Regions from separate parts of the Bombyx mori genome. Here region 2 is linked to region 1. A link is a contact called in public Hi-C data. All regions are on one chromosome and are shown on one strand. The core of a region is the stretch at or near the end of the contact, and the rest is flanking DNA. Distances in the headings are between cores, read along the strand shown. Region 1 holds the start of LOC101736475 (protein bicaudal C homolog 1-A). Region 2 overlaps LOC101743670 (sialin).

Region 1 (2,700 bases), core at 87-2,586:
GCGAGCTCCGATTTTCAAGCGTGCAGGCCAATTTATTAAAGTGTTCGTTTCATTCATTACCTGTGATTGTAAATTGAATAATTTGAGGTACACCACTATTCTCTAATTATAGCAATTTATTACAAAAAATGTATTTAAGTATTTACGTGCTTTGTTAAAAATATGAACTTCAAAAACCTTACCCGATGAAAGAATGCTTGCGCTGTTTGTGATTCCTCGAGGTTATCTATGAAATTGTAAAAATACAAATGTAAGCACGAATTAATTACCTCTTATGAAAGTTAAAAATAATTTGAGATTTCAAATTTGTGTTTTAATATCGTGACGGTCCAGTCAGTTATAAATTAAATCTAAGGTGGTACCTCAGATCTTCTTTGTTACGGTTCTTTGAAGTATCCATCATTTGCATAGTTCCAGTTTTTTATTCGGGACTGTTTAAAATAAATAATGCTTTTGGTAAAGATTCTTTTTTTCCGAAAAAATTGTGAGGAATTGATCTTGAAACGGAACCATTCGAATTAGATGAAGATACCTACATCATGGCCGGGATGCTAATCAGTTTACTATAAAAAAAATTGTAAGTAATTTGATTTCCTTACCACCCAACATAGCCTCAAGGCGTCGTCTGTCAACTCGAAATCTCTCTTGGTAGACATCCTCGGCACTATTCAAACCGAGTATTACGGCTAATTTTTGTAGGTCTTCCGCTGACGTCACCGAGTTACTTGTACCGCTTTCTGACGCCTAACAGAATATTTAGTAACTGAATACTCCCCATCATTTAACTGAACTGATTTCGTTGAATTTCCAGATAACAGTTTTAAAAGTGACAAACGGCGTCATAACAAATTATAGAAAGAATTATTTGAAAATATTAAAATCAAAATGGCGGATTGCTAAATATTCGTGTTTCCAAATAAATAAGAAACATACATACACACAAATACTATTTGTGCCGACTAAAAGAGTAAGAATATTTTATTATAAGTGTGCATTCTATACATTTGTTCTTAGATACACATAAAATGTTATAATTTCAAAATAATAAAATACTGTTTTAAGTGTTTTTATGTCACTCACCTCACTTAATGCATCTTTGTCTGTTTTAAATTCTGATAAATGCGTTTTTACCGTTAAGTAATTGGTCGTAGCCATTATAAATTTTGAATAAATTAAAAATAATATGTATTATTATATTATAGTCAATATATTTATCAATCAATATCAATGCATGAATAAAATTGATTGTCTAAATGTACATTATTGAAGAAAATACTATAAATATATAAAAATTCTGTGGTTATACCAGAACAACTTCACGAAGTGACTCTTTGAAAGATTTTAAAAGTATTGAAAAAGTGTGTACTTATTATGTTGAACAAACTTAAATGGAGGTAGTTTAAAATTCGTTACTTTCTCAGACAAAATTCAAAAATTGTCAGTTTGTCAAAAAAAGACAGAAATTTAGTAAATTTTCCTGTTTTTAATTTTAAAAAAAACTTTGTAAATTTGTTGTAAATCTTTGTATTTCGTTCTATAAATAATCAAAATGTTTTCGATTATCTACTTAAAAAAACATTTTGTATTACTTATACTTATTTGCAACAGTTGTATTACTGAAATTATAATAAAAATTGTTTTCTTGTAATGAAAGGTTAATAATAAATAACAAATAATCCGTTCCCAATTTATGTATGGAATAGATTGATTTGTTCGCATGAATGAAATCGCCTTATTGTTACGAACTTGTAATGCTAATGTAATCGTATTCGAGCACGAGAAACGGAACGACCTGTTTTGAATTAAACTTTTGAGTTCTACTTAAGAAGCCGCGCGAGGTCGCATCAGTCGGGTTTCTGCGCTGGCCGGTGTTATACGTGCGTCGTCTCGACTCTCAAATCTCGTGTCATTATAATTTTAAGTTTTTAATTTATAAATTAAAGTAGCTTTAGTAAAGTATTATATTATAGGTATTTAAGTGTAAGTCTTTTTATAGTGCATATCGTATTTTAAGTGTGCCGAAAATCGTAAAGAATCAAGTGTATAAAAATAATACTGTGAGTATTCGACGGTTATTTTGTTCTTACAAGTATCAATTTAACTCTCCAAAATTTTTTGGTGAGAGTGTAAGCTATTCATGGAATTCTAATTGGGTGATTGTGTTCGAAATAAAAGCAGCCACATTTAATAAAATTTAGCATCTGTGGATAATAATTTCATTGGCCGTGTTTCACGGTCCTCCCGACCGGCTACTACTACTCCACATTCTAGTAACTTTTAAAGTGTGTGTAAAATTGTACTCTTAATGTACTTAAAAAAAAACCATTTCTATTAATCTATACTAATTATATAACTAAAAAAAAACAAATGAAATTGAAACTACACTTTCATTTATCTGTTTGTGCATTTGTATGTCGAACTTGACCAATTTTATTATGGTTTATTGGGTACTTAATTAAGATAAGCTTCGGATAACTTGTACTGTTTGTTTGAAATCAGTCGACAAACCAAAAATTATGAAAATATAATACGTATACAAATTCGCGCCAACTTTAATACTATTTAATACCATACCACCACGACGTCTAACTCTCATATTATGTAGCTTTTAATTACTTGTTAGACACGTTTTCATATCTACATAATAATGTGACAAAGTAAAATCGATATTTGCTAGAGTAGGATTGGAACTGATACATA
Region 2 (2,700 bases), core at 75-2,574, 67 kb after region 1:
AGAAGAAGAAAAAAAATACTGATGTTATTACACGTGTTTCACTTAATTTGCTTCCTTTCTCTCTCCCTTCCGTTTCCTTACAAAAGTATAAATCTAGACAACGTTTTAAAAAAAAAATATAGAAGTTTGTTTGCATGGACCCCTCCTCGAGTGAAGGTGAAGGCCTCCTCTAAAGAATAACAGCTGTTTCATTATTAAGTTCTGATGTTCTAAGTTACTATGTAAAGCTGATCTTTCTTCTCTTTAGTTGAGTGAAGTATTTCTTGGGTTTGTGTTCCATTTTCTTATTATTGAAGAAGTTCGAGATATCTTCCTTAGAGGGTTTTGGTCTTGATCTTCCACGGTGACCAGCCGGATTGGAAGATGGTTTTTGTTGCTTCGTTGAAATTAATTGAATGTTGCATCGTTGAGGGAGGGAGCAGTTGGTTGCTGTGAATGTAAGTTATTGGTTGTATTGTCGTCGATTTAAAATTTAATAAATATCCAAACTAAATCAAGTTTTAAGTTTAGTTTTAATTTTAGTGTCGTCCAAAAAATTACCTACGTTGATCTTTAATCCTGAATATTCAACTTTTAGTCCTTCCATATGAAATTGTAAATGTTGAGTCAGCGGAAGGTGAATGAACGTAAGCGGTACAGGTATGCACAAAAGTGATTTTGCACATTAAAAAACACTAAACATTCATTACGCATTCACACACTATTACGTGTAGAAAATAATTTTCAATTCTTAAATTATATACATTTGTATATAGTGTAGAAAAGCTTAGTTTATAACGTGCCTGCGGATGATCCCGATTTTTAGTGCTTTATGCGATCTTAAATCTTTGTTATTTATATCATAAATAGGTGAATCTTCAATCTGATGGGAAGCAAGCACGAGTATGTACATATGAAATCGTATGCAGTCAACATGAGTTTTGAGGTCTCAGTTTTAACAGTAAAACGTTGCACCTAACCGTGCCGATTCACAAGACGTCCTACCACCAGTAGTAAATGAGTTTATTTCAATTAGTTTCAGTATTAGTTCAATTATCGTTCATAACGAATTCATTATTATAATTTCAAACTCTAAACCAGACTCCAGACTCGATCAAAAATATTATACATAATATTATGTTCTATCTAAAATTCGAACATAAATATTTTAATATTTTATTAATACTTTTGTTCATAATGTTACATAACTTAAGCGCTTCGACGTAACGACTGAGTCATCTCGTACATTACAATTGTTTGATGTTCGCAATACCCCATACTCTTGCTAATTGAATAGTCTATATAGAAATGCTCTAAAACATCACTATGTGGCGTGGTTAATAGGCCTTACTTAGTTGCTAATGAAAAAATGATATTAGCCTGTCCGGCTTATACATCAAGAGATACGGATACACCATACTAGCTTATTTTTCATTCAACTGGCACCAAGAACCCAGGAACGAAATGAAAAGTCTGCAGATCTTGCGAAATAAAAAATAGCATTGATCTCGCAAAGATCTCCGCTGAAAAGGGCGTGCATGCTTTAAGATGGATTACATACAAATCGCGCAGTTCTTTAATAAATTTTTTTTATTGTTTTGATGAGGGGACTAGCTCACAGCCCACCTGGTGTTAAGTGGTTACTGGAGCCCATAGACATCTACGACGTAAATGCGCCACTCACCTTGAGATACAAGTTCTAAGGTCTCAAGTATAGTTACAACGGCTGCCCCGCCCTTCGTTTAAACCGAAACGCATTACTGCTTTACGGCAGAAATAGGCAGGGTGGTGGTACCTACCCGTGCTGACTCACAAGAGGTCCTACCACCAGTAAAAGACCAATGACCATGACCAAGCATCATGACCAATTCTTGTTGCGTTATTACGTGTCATAAGGAACCCTAATTGGATCTGGCGGCGCCACCGCTCGGCTCCAAAATGTCCGTTTAAATTATCGCAGCAATCATTCAAGCGTTTATATATATATTTTTTGCTTAACCTCATCGGTCGATCTCACATTTTTATTTTATCATTTCTGAAGGTAGGTATATGGTGCGATATTTCTCGGAACTCATTATGAGAGCACGATAGGAATTTGATGCCCAAATATCCGATGGCGCGGCGTGTGAGGCCGTTTTATTTTGGATAAAATAATTACACTATTAATTGTATTCTGTACTGTACTCTATTTACTGTACTCTATTATATTTATTTACTTTTACTATTTACTCTTGATACTGTACGCTATTTTATTTATTTACAAATCAATCAAATGTTTAGGTGAGAATGTAGCTAGCAAAGAAAAGAAGTTGTTTGACAGATTCCTGAATCGCGCCCCCGACATTTCGTAGAGAAGGGTTTTAGTGGTGGTAGGACCTCTTGTGAGTCCGCGCGAGGTGGTTACAACCACCCTGCCTATTTCTGCCGTGAAGCAGTAATGCGTTTCGGTTTGAAGGGTGGGTCAGTCGTTGTAACTATACATGAGACCTTAGAACTTATATCTCAAGGCGGGTGGCGCATTTGCGTGATGTCTATGGGCTCCAGTAACCACTTAACACCAGGTGGGCTGTAAGCTCGTCCACCCATCTTAGCAATAAAAAAAAGAAGTTTTCATATAAACAAATTTAAAACGTTCAGAGCAGTGGTCTACGGAGTTCACGGAGTAATTTCACTCGCTCTATTGATATTGCCTTTGTTGTTTCCTCCGAAACTGCTAATGTA

What was found. Hi-C and Micro-C count contacts between places; a contact is called where the count stands out from the background.
Region 2: a contact with region 1 is called in a Hi-C map of midgut, with 2.2 times the contacts expected there. The contact joins the enhancer-like site here to the promoter of LOC101736475 in region 1. A contact is called at or near these places in 2 of 7 Hi-C or Micro-C datasets (midgut and whole pupa).

What each region holds. Positions count from the first base shown.
Region 1 is chr3:1,924,369-1,927,068 of ASM3026992v2, forward strand. LOC101736475 (protein bicaudal C homolog 1-A) reads right to left here and starts at 1,337. Exons shown (of 20, transcript XM_012688490.4): 1 at 1,081-1,337; 2 at 600-744; 3 at 183-226; 4 at 1-60. The coding sequence starts at 1,155. It overlaps LOC101743670 (sialin), which reads left to right and starts at 1,767. Exons shown (of 12, transcript XM_038021329.2): 1 at 1,767-2,057. It overlaps LOC134201016 (a long non-coding RNA gene), which reads left to right and starts at 174. Exons shown (of 2, transcript XR_009976171.1): 1 at 174-577; 2 at 812-1,061.
Region 2 is chr3:1,991,272-1,993,971 of ASM3026992v2, forward strand. All of the region lies in intron 8 of LOC101743670 (sialin), which reads left to right. Among protein-coding and RNA genes, the nearest start is that of LOC101736753, 42 kb to the right of the region's middle. Within about 2 kb of position 1,325, at least 2 of the 8 cell types and tissues checked have open chromatin away from gene starts, as enhancers often do.